2 separate regions of the Pan troglodytes genome follow, and region 2 is linked to region 1. Evidence: chromatin contacts called from public HiChIP or PLAC-seq data. All regions are on one chromosome and are shown on one strand. Each heading gives the region's core, a stretch centred on a gene start, on an enhancer-like site or on the middle of the called end of the contact. The rest is flanking DNA. Distances are from core to core; before and after follow the strand shown. Region 1 holds the start of OLFML3 (olfactomedin like 3). Region 2 holds the start of SYT6 (synaptotagmin 6).

Region 1 (7,304 bases), core at 1,369-3,868:
TTGCCTAGCAGTGTGTGGCTTTAAAAACTAGAGATTTTTCAGTCTTAGTCTGCAAACTGGCATTTCCGATTTTCCAACATAAAAATCCACCTGTGTCTGCTGAATGTGTATGTATGTGCTCACTGTGGCTTTAGATTCTGTCCCTGGGGTTAGCCCTGTTGGCCCTGACAGGAAGGGAGGAAGCCTGGTGAATTTAGTGAGCAGCTGGCCTGGGTCACAGTGACCTGACCTCAAACCAGCTTAAGGCTTTAAGTCCTCTCTCAGAACTTGCATTTCCAACTTCTTCCTTTCCGGGTGAGAGAAGAAGCGGAGAAGGGTTCAGTGTAGCCACTCTGGGCTCATAGGGACACTTGGTCACTCCAGAGTTTTTAATAGCTCCCAGGAGGTGATATTATTTTCAGTGCTCAGCTGAAATACCAACCCCAGGAATAAGAACTCCATTTCAAACAGTTCTGGCCATTCTGAGCCTGCTTTTGTGATTGCTCATCCATTGTCCTCCACTAGAGGGGCTAAGCTTGACTGCCCTTAGCCAGGCAAGCACAGTAATGTGTGTTTTGTTCAGCATTATTATGCAAAAATTCACTAGTTGAGATGGTTTGTTTTAGGATAGGAAATGAAATTGCCTCTCAGTGACAGGAGTGGCCCGAGCCTGCTTCCTATTTTGATTTTTTTTTTTTTAACTGATAGATGGTGCAGCATGTCTACATGGTTGTTTGTTGCTAAACTTTATATAATGTGCGGTTTCAATTCAGCTTGAAAAATAATCTCACTACATGTAGCAGTACATTATATGTACATTATATGTAATGTTAGTATTTCTGCTTTGAATCCTTGATATTGCAATGGAATTCCTACTTTATTAAATGTATTTGATATGCTAGTTATTGTGTGCGATTTAAACTTTTGCTTTCTCCCTTTTTTTGGTTGTGCGCTTTCTTTTACAACAAGCCTCTAGAAACAGATAGTTTCTGAGAATTACTGAGCTATGTTTGTAATGCAGATGTACTTAGGGAGTATGTAAAATAATCATTTTAACAAAAGAAATAGATATTTAAAATTTAATACTAACTATGGGAAAAGGGTCCATTGTGTAAAACATAGTTTATCTTTGGATTCAATGTTTGTCTTTGGTTTTACAAAGTAGCTTGTATTTTCAGTATTTTCTACATAATATGGTAAAATGTAGAGCAATTGCAATGCATCAATAAAATGGGTAAATTTTCTGACTTATGTGGCTGTTTTTGACTTCTGTTATAGGATATAAAGGGGATCAATAAATGACATCTTTGAAAGTGGCTAAGCATATTGTATTTGAACATCAGTAGAGTACTAGAGACAATTTCATTCTTCATACAAATCTCCATACTGGAAATGAATAGGGTTTGGCAGGGAATACTTCCCAAGAATGCAGTGTCCAGGGTCCTTACTTCACATCATCTGGATCTGACCCTTTGAAAGAGGTAGAAGACTTCTGAGACCGGCTAATTAAGCTTTGTTTCCTCATATATTTTGCCAAATAGCAGTAGCAGAATGAAAAGATGAGTAACCACAGGAAGCTGCTATTTTTCCCCTCCTTTCAAACTGTACTGTTAGAGGCATGGTCCTTTTTACAGAAGGAACCTCTCTTATCAGATTCTGTTGATTCTAAAGTGAATAGAATTTCTCCCGATAAAGAAATAGGGGTTTGTTTCAATTAATGACTGCAGGTCTCTGAGTAAATGCTCTATTTGATTTTTTTTTTCGGCTCGTGTGTCAGGCCAAGTCTACCTTATGGTGGCCATTAATTCATTTTGGGCTCCTGCAGCCTTAGTTGGGATATAGAAATGAGAAACACTCAGAAATACCCTTTTGGACCACAACCAAGAGAAATAACCAATAGTCTTTTCTCCCAGTGGTAAGGAAGTCAGAATACATTGATCTAGACTGCAACAACACATATATATATATCAGATTCCGCCCCCCCGCAATACATGAATGTATAGTAAATTAGTGTGAACTCACTGAACACTCCTCAGTTTTGGTGAGAGACTATATCTGGCCTCTTTCAAGCAAAGGAAAGCCATGTAAAACAGCGCTGCTGTCAGCCTTAACTTCCAGACGATCGAGTTAATTTACTAACTTCTCAGTGACCTGGTTTTTTTTTTTTTTTTAATCTCAGTTATATTTTCTTCCTTGGGCTAAATCAGATATTTGCATAGCCCCCAAAGTAGTAATTGGATAGTCTTGGGGGAAATATGCATTTTAGTGGTGAAAACCCCTGTAAATTCAATATATTTGGCTTTTGTGGAATATTTTCCTCATGGGGTGAAGTCTAAGCCTTAGTTTCTGTATTAATCGTGAGAGATGACACCAGCTGCTTAGCACAAGGTGGCGCCAATGAGCTTTAGAATAAGTTGGGCTTGACCACTTGGGCCATTTTTTTCCTGCTTCCTCCCTTCAAGCCTCACCTCCCCAGCTCCCAGCTTCTACTGAACAAGGCTGAAAACAACCCACTCTATTGCAGGGAAAGGGAAGGATTAATGAAAAATGTCAGTTTCTTAAGTCAGCACTGGTGAAACTTTCCTAAAACAGGAATGGCGTTTGCTGAGTTTTCTCTGGGGTCTCTGCTTTCTGCAGCTAGCTTCCCTGCTTGACTGCCTGGAAGGCCTCTGCCTTCGGGTTTCCATCTCTTTCCCCTCCAGAGGAGCCTACAGCCTAGGCGGGAGGTGGTTAAGGCTTCTGGCTGCTGTGCAATGGGGCCATCTGTGTTTGATCAATCCTGGCGGAGAGGAGGGGGTGGGGGTTGTAAAGAGACTGAAAGCATTCCAGAGTAGTGAGAGAGACCCAGAGATCAGAAGGAGAGAAGGCACCGCCCCCACCCCGCCTCCAAAGCTAACCCTCGGGCTTGAGGGGAAGAGGCTGACTGTACGTTACTTCTACTCTGGCACCACTCTCCAGGCTGCCATGGGGCCCAGCACCCCTCTCCTCATCTTGTTCCTTTTGTCATGGTCGGGACCCCTCCAAGGACAGCAGCACCACCTTGTGGAGTACATGGAACGCCGACTAGCTGCTTTAGAGGTGAGGGACCCCTTTCTCTTCTAGCCCAGCCTAGAAGGATTCCAGGGCTATTGGTTCAACCAGTTTGTTAGGGATCTGGGGATAACAAGAAAGGGCTCTGTTAGAGTCTACAGAAAATTCTCTCTTAATAAAAGGACCTTCGGAATGACAAGCCCTCCTCTTACCCCACATAGAACAATTCCAAAGCAAATCGACTTTTGCGTTTTACCTCTGGGATTAGATAGAATAAGGGGGCAGAGTGGAAACGAGAGCCAAGATTGTGGGGCTGCATCTCCAGAGAAGGTGATGATTCTGTTGAAGTTGGAGGTTCCCAGGGAATCTATAACTTCCTGTCTTTTTAACAGGTTGAGATCTGTAGCATTTTAGTGTCCGAGAGGATAATTGCTAAGGGAGCAGAGCCCTCTTCACACCTTCATGCGCTTAGACCTGCCTAGAGGCTCAGATGGCTCAGTGGCACTGCTCACAGAGAACACAGGCTGGAGGACATGGAGTCGGGGTAGGGGCCTAGGTGAATCTCAGCTAGGCTGTTTGCACATTTAGCACCTCTGCACATCTGGTTTCCTTTTCTGCAGGAGTGGAAGGGGATATTGAAGCCTGGCTGAGTTTGCTCTTTTTTTCCCATTCCTGACTCCCGAGTTGGGCCTCTCCCTGCCTGGGAGTTGTAACCCTGCAGCCTCCCTCCTGATCCCCCATCCCTTCAGGAACGGCTGGCCCAGTGCCAGGACCAGAGTAGTCGGCATGCTGCTGAGCTGCGGGACTTCAAGAACAAGATGCTGCCACTGCTGGAGGTGGCAGAGAAGGAGCGGGAGGCACTCAGAACTGAGGCCGACACCATCTCCGGGAGAGTGGATCGTCTGGAGCGGGAGGTAGACTATCTGGAGACCCAGAACCCAGCTCTGCCCTGTGTAGAGTTTGATGAGAAGGTGACTGGAGGCCCTGGGACCAAAGGCAAGGGAAGAAGGAATGAGAAGTACGATATGGTGACAGGTAAATAATCTGAAAGCAGGCCCCTAACTCTCTCAGAACCGATATTCTTCCTTCCTTGCTTCTTACTCTTTTTTTCGCTTTGTCCCAGTCCATTGTGGCTCTGTCTTCTGGAATCTGTTTTAGGGAAACCTCTGTAATGCCAGGTCTATTAAAGAGAGGTTCTGGGGATCCAGGCCGCTGTGGTACCCGCTCTTTCTCAATTCTCCCTAAGAGTGGAGGCAACCACTGGGCAAATGCTCACTATTCTCCAGATCACCTACCCTAGGGGAGTTCCTGCTGGAGGCATCTAATTCTTGTCTCTATTTCCTTTTCCTGTGCTTTTCTCATCAGACTGTGGCTACACAATCTCTCAAGTGAGATCAATGAAGATTCTGAAGCGATTTGGTGGCCCGGCTGGTCTATGGACCAAGGATCCACTGGGGCAAACAGAGAAGATCTACGTGTTAGATGGGACACAGAATGACACAGCCTTTGTCTTCCCAAGGCTGCGTGACTTCACCCTTGCCATGGCTGCCCGGAAAGCTTCCCGAGTCCGGGTGCCCTTCCCCTGGGTAGGCACAGGGCAGCTGGTATATGGTGGCTTTCTTTATTTTGCTCGGAGGCCTCCTGGAAGACCTGGTGGAGGTGGTGAGATGGAGAACACTTTGCAGCTAATCAAATTCCACCTGGCAAACCGAACAGTGGTGGACAGCTCAGTATTCCCAGCAGAGGGACTGATCCCCCCCTACGGCTTGACAGCAGACACCTACATCGACCTGGCAGCTGATGAGGAAGGTCTTTGGGCTGTCTATGCCACCCGGGAGGATGACAGGCACTTGTGTCTGGCCAAGTTAGATCCACAGACACTGGACACAGAGCAGCAGTGGGACACACCATGCCCCAGAGAGAATGCTGAGGCTGCCTTTGTCATCTGTGGAACCCTCTATGTCGTCTATAACACCCGTCCTGCCAGTCGGGCCCGCATCCAGTGCTCCTTTGATGCCAGCGGCACCCTGACCCCTGAACGGGCAGCACTCCCTTATTTTCCCCGCAGATATGGTGCCCATGCCAGCCTCCGCTATAACCCCCGAGAACGCCAGCTCTATGCCTGGGATGATGGCTACCAGATTGTCTATAAGCTGGAGATGAGGAAGAAAGAGGAGGAGGTTTGAGGAGCTAGCCTTGTTTTTTGCATCTTTCTCACTCCCATACATTTATATTATATCCCCACTAAATTTCTTGTTCCTCATTCTTCAAATGTGGGCCAGTTGTGGCTCAAATCCTCTATATTTTTAGCCAGTGACAATCAAATTCTTTCAGCTCCTTTGTTTCATACAGAACTCCAGATCCTGAGTAATCCTTTTAGAGCCCAAAGAGTCAAAACCCTCAATGTTCCCTCCTGCTCTCCTGCCCCATGTCAACAAATTTCAGGCTAAGGATGGCCCAGACCTAGGGCTCTAACCTTGTATGCGGGCAGGCCCAGGGAGCAGGCAGCAGTGTTCTTCCCCTCAGAGTGACTTGGGGAGGGAGAAATAGGAGGAGACGTCCAGCTCTGCCCTCTCTTCCTCACTCCTCCCTTCAGTGTCCTGAGGAACAGGACTTTCTCCACATTGTTTTGTATTGCAACATTTTGCATTAAAAGGAAAATCCACTGCTCCTCTCCTGTGTTTGTTTGGGGTAGCCCTCAGATCAAACTTCCCCCGACCATCCATTTTCTCCCTCCCAACCCATCCCCACTCCTTGAGCCATATTAAAGACTTGGCGGGGCTCCCTTTGCTGAGGAAGAGTTTACTGTGAGGCGCCTGGGGGAAGTGGCAGAATCCCGCCACTTTAGGAGGCTGGACGAAAGGCCTCCTTCCACACCCACCGCCATCCACAGCAGCCAATCCACAGCAGCCATCCTAGAACCTCAGTGGCACCGTGCCTCTGGCTGTGAGACACTGGGGCCCAGGGCAGAGATTCCAGTTCCGATTCTCAGAGGATTTTGAACTACAAAATGCATGTTAGTTGCATTGCATTCTAGTGTGGAAACCAGAGCCCTGAATGCCTGTGTTTTTAGTAAGAGCTGAAGTCTCCCCTCTAAAGTGGACTCTGCCCCGCACCCCAGACCTCCACTCCCACCTCCAGCGTTGTGCTCCTGCAGGGCCAGGTTGCACAATCATTCTTGGTCTGGACCGCTCTGATTTTCCTGCTGCCACAGCGTCTGCGGTTTGTGCAGGGAGGAGGGGCAGTGACCGTGTCCCAGATGTTGGCCTTACACGGTCTGCAGCCTATTCTTGCTTTCCTTTTCTCCACTCTCATCACCCTCACCTACCCACTCCAGCCCTGAACCTGGCTGAAGCCCGTCAGGACTTCTGGAAACTTAACCCTCTCTGGCCCATACCCTGGCCTCTGGCGTTGGATTGCAGAGCGTAATGTGGGGAAGAGGGAAGGGAGAAGGGAGAGGAAGAGGAAGGCTCCAGGCTTTGGACTCCAGTCTCCAGGAATCTGCTGATTTCTGCACCAGGCCTCCACCCCAGCCTCACCCTCACTGCTGCATGCTCAGCTCGCAGGGGCAAGGCTGGCTGATGGGCAGGATCCACTGCTTTCATGAGGAGTCCACCTCAGGCATCCCTGGGGGTCCTCTTGGTTATTTGCCCTAGCCAAGTGCGGGAAGGGGGCACAGCCTTCTCCCCAAAGCACAGCCCTCCTTCCCGCCCCAGGTGGGGTGGCTCAGTCAGGGCCCTGTGAGCCTCCCTTTGTCTTCTTTTCTTTTCTCCTCAGGCAGAGCTGCTCCAGACGTAGGTTGATGAGGATGGGGAAAGAAAGACAGTGAAGCACCTCACAAAGGCGCTATTATAGGGAGACCGGGGCGGGCAGGGGCTCTCTCCCATTGAATTCTCTCCTAATGTGGGGCTGGCAACAGTAATCACCACCTGTCAGCCCACGGAAGGGTCTGCCCACAGAACAGCTGGCTGCGGCACACGTGGTGCACAGGGAGGGGTTGAGGGGGAAGGGCATTCTGAGCACAGGCCTGGAGAATGGGGTCTGGGCCACAGGGCTGGCAGAGCAGCGTGGGGACTGTGGGTGCCCCATGTGGAAGGGGAGCTTGTCTGCTCCCTAGCGTGACTGTGTGTGTGTGTGTGTTGGGGGTGGGAGGTGCCTGTGTGTGGCAGAGGTGCTTGTCTGCTCCCTAGTGTGACTGTGTATGTGTATGTGTATGTGTATATGTGCCTGCATGTGGCAGGGGAGCTTGTCTGCTAGCTTGTGTGGTTGTATGAGTGTGTGATAGGAGGCTGTAG
Region 2 (7,304 bases), core at 3,243-5,742, 170 kb after region 1:
CCTTTCCTTCTTTCAGAGATCCAGCCTGAGCTACCAATGGGGATAATTAGCAGAGTCCAAACAGAGAAGGAATTAATGCTCCTGAAAAAGCTGTGATGAGGAGAGACAATGCCAAGCTAATTACGGCCGCACCAAGCTTTATGACTGGGCGCTCACTTCCACCATCATTAGGGGATTCAGAGCTAAATCGGAGACTAATGTGGAGTGTTACAGCTAACAGAACATTGGCACTAATTTAACAATTATTAATATTATTAGTTTGGTGGATGGTAACTGTACCTTTCTGCCTGAGGGGTCAGGGCATGTGGCCCTTCTGAATGTGGGATCAAGGCTGGAGTGATGGAGGTGGAGGGCAGACAGCCAGAAATTCTTTTCCCTCTATGCTTCTCTCCCTGTTTGTACCTGCAACTAGTGAGAGGAGGGGTCTGCCTGGGTCCTCGGGGAGCAAGAAAGAGTTCAGTGCTCCTAGAAGAAAGAAAGGAGGGATGAGGTTGTGTCATTATACTTGGAGGGTCCAGATCTGGATGCCCCTGTTTATTTCTACTTTCAGAGACTCCTCTGATTTCAGTTCCTAAGTGTGACTCAGTCCTTAGAGGCTTCTTTTCCTAAGCAAGAATAGAAAGGGTGCCACCCAGTTTAGTCGGGACTTTGTCTTAGCATGCTTTCCCCACTCCAGACAACCCTATACAGACCATAAAGAAACCTGGTTTGATCCAGATGCCTCAATGCCACTCCTCACTATTTGCAGCCACATGTTATACCCCTAACTCTGTGGACAGGGAAGATAAACTTCAGACAGTTAGAAGAGAACATGTCTTTTGTACAGAGCTTAGAGGGATGACACATACTGAAACCACCATCCCTACTTGACGTTCTCATCAAAGTCAGAGGGAGAAGAAAACTTCTAGAACTATAAATCTAAGGGCTCTACAACTCCTAGATACTGGACCCTGCTTCTAGAACTCTAAAGCTCAAAACACACTAGTCAGAATATCATCTCCTTGGGTTCTAAAGGATTGTGCATTGTACCTTTCCTCAAAAAGGGCAAAATCTGCAGAATTCCATCCTTCCAGTGAGAAGGACAAACATCACATAAATTTCATGGCCACAAGTAAACTGGAGTTAACCACTCCCGGCTGCCAGCCTAAGAAAAACAGGGAAGCTTGAGGTCTCCTGTCAGGTTTCTGCATTTGCTGGAGCACTTCTGGACCTCTGCTTGCTACCTTAAGTCCAGAACCCATGCTGACCATACCTAAACCTCTGCAGCTTGGCTTATGGAAAAAGTTCATTCATTTCTACAAGGCAAATGACACAATGAAAGGTGGAGAACTGCTTATTAGTGTTCACTTGGGGTGTATTAAGGAGAATAGCAGGACTATGGCTTCAGAGTTTTTAAAGAAAAAGGGGAAACTTGCTTTTAGTTTGGACAGTTTGTGTACAGGTGTTTCCAAGTCAGGGTCTGATTAACTGAGACTTCCTGTGCAATTCCTAGCACAGACTCTAGCCTATAGAGGAGTCTTAGCAAATGACAGTGGAGTCTGAATCTCAATCTCAGGGTGTTACTAGAAATCTGTAAGCTAGAGACTTAGAACAGGAAGAAGTCAAGGGAAAACATAAAATGGTAAACAGAGCTGGGCCTGCTCTAGCCACTTGCATTTTTCATAAAACTGCAACAAATGAAAAGCTCTAGCATTGTGCTGGTTGGAGAATCTGGACCCAGAGAGCAGGCTGGGAGGCGGAACAGCTGGAGCCTGGTCCTGAACTCCATGGCATCTCCCCAGACCCTCTGGTCACCTAAATTCTCAAAATCCCAAGGCCACTCTCAACCACTATCTTTCTCTTGCTATGATCAAAGGGTCTGCTCCTGCCTCCCCATATCCCTTTCAGCCTCCCAGCTTGGACCCTGGGCTTCCTGGGACTTGTGACTCAGCAGCCAAAGTTAAAGTTTTCCTGAGCTAACAACTAGAACTCATCTTCTGATGCAGCCTGCAGGGAAGGCATAGTAATTCATCTGGGCCTGCCGACTCTCACCCCTCAGGCTTTTCTCACCCTCAACCTGGCCATCCAGGCACCTGTCATTCCAGATTATGGGTATCTCTGTGGAGTCAGAACACCTGTGCCTCCCCCTACCAAGATGTGCTGCACACATACAGCCCTGCTCCACTTCCAGCAACTTCCACCGTCACCCCCAGCATTTCTGCCCTGAACAGACAGGAGAGTCAGCTTCCATCCCAGATGGAACTCCACAGGTATGTTCTCACCCTCTAGGCTCTGAGGGTCAGGATCAGCATTAAGGCTCCACTGGAGATGGATCATTGGTGGAAAAGATGGAAGGGAGCTGGGGAGTAGGGAGAGGCAGGAAGAGACTCCCTGATAGGGAAAATTCTGTGTCTGGTGTGTATGCGCGGTGTAGGAGGGGATGGCACCAGAGAACCAGAGTCTTATAATAATAACTTGTTAGGCTAATGTGTTCTGCGAATCTCCAAGGCAGGGAATCAACTTCCCCAACCTCCATCTCTGTACCACCCTCTAAAAGTTCTTTATGTCTAACCTCAGTCCCTTCTGCTGCAGTGATCAAACCATTGACTAAACACTGCCACAACTAGGGACAGCAGCGCCTCCTACGACCCTCACAGGGCTCAGGTGGGCTCCACTCACCCCAAGGCTGGATACAGCCCCCTCACACACACAAGCCTCCCCCTGGCCCACCGCCCCCTCCCCCGAACTGCTCCTCACGGGTATCTACCTCTATATACGACCTTTAACCTCAAGTGAAAGAAAACAGGACCCTGGGACCTGCAGCCGCTGGGGAGTTTACCCCACCTGTACCTGCTCCCAGAACCGCCGGTCCCTGGCTTCTCGTCCCTGGAGCAGCGCGTAGGGACCAAATTCCCGCCTCTGGCAGCCCCTTTCTCCCCTTCCCGCGCCAGCGGTGCAGAGCCACTGAGCAACTCCCGAGTGCTCCTAGGCCCAGCGCTACTGGGGTCGGGGTGGGGGAATAAGGAGGGATGGAGCCTGCAGAGCCTCCTGGAACCCCGGCGTCCTGGTCCTTGCAGGATCTCCCCACCCCCACTCCGCATTATCTCCAGGCCTCTCACTCCCCCAGCCCCTCCCCCACGGAGGGGACGCGACCCATTACTCCCTCCCGCCCCGGACCCTCCAGATATCGGGACAAAGAAGCCCCGCGGCAGCCGGCGAGCGTGGCTGCCGGGCACTGGTGCAGCAGGTAAATACCCTGGGCCGGCCGCCACGTCGCCGACCCTCCCGCAGCTCCCGCCGCCAGGGCGCGACACGCCATTCCCCCTGCCGCGACTCCCCGGAGACGCCGCAGCTGCGCGCCAGGGTCCAGCCCGGCGGGGATCGGGCTCGGGACTCACCCGCTCCGGCGAGCTCGACTCAGCTCGGGCTCCCGCCTCGGCTAGGCAGCCGCCTGGGGCTGCGTCCCGCGCAGGGTCAGCGCGGATCGGGCAGGAGGCGCCCTCTTGGCAAAGTCGGCTAGAGGCGCCAGCTCAGTCGCGCACCGGCCCCGAGTCCGAGTCCGAGAGGGACGGAGGGAGCGAGTTATAGGGGCGAGAGGGGTGGGGGAAGGACGCCGCAACACCCTCATACCCTCCCCCACCCCGCCCCCTGTCCCCCGCCCCCCAGCGGAGACGCGGAAAACCACTCGCAGCCGGAGAGACACCCGGACACAAAGACCTCGTGCCAGCCGCAGACCCAAGTTTCTCCCGGAGAGACTGGGGGTCCGCCCGCGTTCACCGCGAGAACACACAAACGGACGGACAGACCGACGCACGGACCCGGGGACCTCGACACTCGCTAGGAGGCAAGCTCTATTCCTCAGCCGGGCGCCCCTCGTCTCCCGCTCTCTCCATGGACCCCTATCCTGGCAAATCGCCCGCAGAGCGAGCTTGGAGATGCGAGGGAAACTGAAGCCCCGAGGGTGCCCCGTCCTGGGAGCCTGGCTGTCTGCGGGGTCCCCCGCATTCCGCAGTAGTAATACAGGAGGGCCGGGGGCTTCTACCCCCACCCCCGCTCCCCTTCGGGTCTCTCCTGGCTGTGCAAGCGATGGGCCAGAGGGCTGGACGAGGCTGGCTCCCAATCCAGAATCCCGAGCTGGGGAGTTCTCTCTAGGTTCTGGGGCTCCTGGGACCGGGGCTTTGGGGAAGGGAGACCGCAGGACGGATGTCCAGGAAGGGAGGGGGCCCTGGGTCTCCCGTTACCTGCGCCTGCCGCGCTGGGACTCCGCTCTGGGGGCTGCAGCTCGAAGCTCCGACAAGTCTCCACGTCCAGCCCGAGAGGGGGCGGCCGGGCCCGGCACAGCGAGGCGAGGACCGCGAGCGCCTCCTGGCACCGAGGCCCGCCGGCCCCCCACACTCCGCTCATGCCCTAGACACCCAGGCTTGCCGAGCAGCAGCTCGAACCCGCGCCCCGGCCGCACTGGGGCGGGGCACGACGGCCCCAAGAAGACCCTCCCTGCAGCGGCCCCCTGCGGCTCCGCTCTGCTTTTAATCACTTCCCCGCAGGGTCCCCGCCCCTCACGTGGCATCCCGCGGCAGCTGGCAAGTCTGGCGCCTCGCGGCCGCCCCCTCTACACTCAGGGACTGGCCTGAGTCCGGGGGGTGGGGGTTTCGAGGCGGGAAGCCGGGCTGTCCCGAATCTCGGAGGGTGCAAGGCCAGGAAAGAGTCCGGGTTCCCACTCCGCATTCACTGCCTGGTGTGACCTTGGGCGTCTCTGAGCCTCAATTTTCGTCTCCGTAAAGGAGGTGTAATGATTTTAAGTACTTCACGGACTCCCTGGGGATACAAAGATCGTGTTTGTGAAAACACTGGGTAAACTGCCACATGCCACACGAATGACAGAGAAATAGATAACCCCGTAACAGAAAGAGCGACGGTCAGGCAGGGTCTGGGAGGACCTTGGCCGAGGTTCCTGACGGGAGCAGTTAGACTGGCCCCCGAGTCCCAGCTTCGGAGGTAGAAGACCCCAAGACAGGCGGGCGATGCGAACTGCAAGACTTTCCGAGCTCCGCAATCCTGCGGTCCGCGGTACCCGCATGTTGCTATGGCGACGGGAGGCAGCGGCCGTCTCTCTCCATGGCAACGGGAGGGAAAAGTTTCTGGCGAACAGGAATGGGGGGTCATTTCAAGAGGGCGCAGGGCGCTCAGTTCCGCCGACCCACCTCCTTGCTTCGGTGAAACAGCACCAGAGATCATGTATCTTTCTGCTAAGCATAACAAGAAAGACAGAAAGCTCAACGGGAGGATTGAGGCTAGACTTAAAGTAGAGATCCCCTCAGAAACTGTGGAGTGAGGCCCAGGAACAGATTGGCTGAGAGGCTTCGAGCTGCCTCACTCAGCGCTGGAAGTCTGTGAGCCATGGTCAGGGAGGCCGGGGGACCAGCGCCCTGCAGGGGCCTATCTCGGGAGTCTCTTGATCTACACCTGTCGGCGGTGGGGCCCCTTCTGAGTGGGGCTCGCCTGAAGCCCCAGACTCAGGTCCATTTGCTCTCCCGGAGCTGGGAAGGAAGCTTTAGCTGCAGCCCCTGGAAGCTGCTGGGTTGGTGTATGCCCGAGTGGCTGGCGAGGGAGAAAGGTCTTGCCTCTTAATTAACACGCTTATTGGAAGTGACTCGGACAATGACTCACGTTCCGGAGGGAGGAGATTCGGAGCCTTAGCTCCTGGCGGTCTCCACTGCGCGCCATCTGTGCCAACCGGCCCTTGGACTTGCGATCCCCTAGCAGCTAGTGCCTGGGGCACCAAGGGCTAAAGCAAGGCCTGTGAGGACCCTGGCCCAGCCAGGCGGCTTTTCCACCGTGAGGCGCTCCCTGGCTCTGTCCACGGTGCTGAAGACCCAGTTGGTGCTACCATCGCGTGAGCATAAGTTTAGGGGACGAGGGAGAGGCAATTGTTGAAGGTTCGCAGCTTCCACCCTGACCCCTGTGCCTGTGATAGCAGAAGGCTAGGAACTCAGGCAGGGACCAAGCAGACACGACGCAGGCGATACTGTGCAATCCGGGCTACCTTCCTGCTGGAGGTGTTTGGTTGCTGTTCCAAGAACAAGTGGGGCTCTGGCATCCCTATTCGCCTTCCTGGTGCTTCTGAAAACCCACCTGAGGAGCCTAGAGGCCCCATTAACTTCTTTTCCATCACCCGATGCACATCTCAGCACCCAGAAGAGCCTCTGGCTACACGCTTATTAGCAGTTTCCCAAGTGGCAGGTTTGTGTTTATGTAAAATACAAATGGAGAACTGCTCTTTGCCCGTGTTTATGGCAACTCTGTCACTCCCCTGCTATTTCTCCCTCCCCCTCGCGAGTTCCTGGGGGAAATTCACAGAACAAAGCGCCTTGTTTTGCCTTTGCATAGAATGAAAAAACACAGGACCATTCCAAGGGCCCAGACCTGTGATGCAGGGAAATCAATATTTTGCTTACATCGAGTGGGGGAATTTGCATCTAAACTGAAGGCAAAGGAGCTTGTTTGGAGCAGAGCAGGTGGCAGGAGCCGAGAATTAACAGATAATTTCTCATTGTTCCCGGATTCAGCCTCCACACTCGGCAGGCGCTTCTGCAGCGTCTCTGGCGCCCCGGCAGCAGCTCCGGACCTGGCATTTCTCAATCTAGCAGTGTGAAGGAGCTGCTGCCCTGATAGGGCTGCAGAAACAGGTTAGGGCCCCTGGGTCAGTCAATAGCTATTGAAGTTGGATTGTAGGAGTTAGGGTGTGTGAGAGAGACAGAGAGAAAGAAACAGAGACAGAAATAGAGGCAAGAGACAGATACAAATGAGAGAGACAGAGGATGAGACAGAGATACAGAGAGACAGTTATAGGAAATAGAGAACAGAGAAACAGACAGGGAGACAGATGTACAGGTAAAGAAACACACATTCAGAAGGAGACATTAAGATAAAGCCTCACCCTAGTTGTCCTCTTTAGCCCGCTACCTCCCCCAGCCCCCAGATCAATTGCTGATACCACTGTGGTCACATAACCAGCCACAAAGCAGAAAAATTCTTCATGTAATGATGGAAACTTTTTGTCTCTCAAACCCCTTTGCCCTGCAAACCCAACCCCCAAACACACCTTTGCTTCTTCCCATATGAAGAGATAAAATTCAGAGTCCCAGGGTCCCACCAAGAGCTGGGAGGGAGGATCCAGGGTCCCACTCAAACCCAGAGAGGGAAAGAGGTGGAAAGAAGTGGAATTGTTGCCCTTCAATTCTATCTCTCAGAGAAATCCCATTCTGAGTTTGGGTTTAGGGGTGGGGAGGAGAGAAGCAGGAGCAGAGACAGTTAAGCATGGAGTG

Evidence for each region. HiChIP or PLAC-seq counts read pairs in DNA pulled down with a chosen protein or histone mark.
Region 2: an H3K4me3 HiChIP or PLAC-seq map of stem cell-derived excitatory neurons shows a contact between it and region 1, with 12 times the contacts expected there. The contact joins the promoter of SYT6 here to the promoter of OLFML3 in region 1. A contact is called at or near these places in 1 of 7 Hi-C or Micro-C datasets (induced pluripotent stem cells) and 1 of 1 datasets of contacts at active chromatin or transcription factors (stem cell-derived excitatory neurons).

The regions. Positions count from the first base shown.
Region 1 is chr1:111,204,799-111,212,102 of NHGRI_mPanTro3-v2.0_pri, forward strand. It overlaps OLFML3 (olfactomedin like 3), which reads left to right and starts at 2,619. Exons shown (of 3, transcript XM_514400.7): 1 at 2,619-3,057; 2 at 3,759-4,044; 3 at 4,375-5,679. The coding sequence starts at 2,944. The coding sequence ends at 5,195. HIPK1 (homeodomain interacting protein kinase 1) reads left to right here. Exons shown (of 16, transcript XM_054669397.2): 16 at 1-1,226.
Region 2 is chr1:111,377,657-111,384,960 of NHGRI_mPanTro3-v2.0_pri, forward strand. It overlaps SYT6 (synaptotagmin 6), which reads right to left and starts at 4,493. Exons shown (of 7, transcript XM_054686173.2): 1 at 4,221-4,493. The coding sequence starts at 4,383. It overlaps LOC104002257 (ESX-1 secretion-associated protein EspK-like), which reads left to right and starts at 2,981. Exons shown (of 2, transcript XM_009428763.4): 1 at 2,981-3,226; 2 at 3,646-6,259. The coding sequence starts at 3,009. The coding sequence ends at 3,820.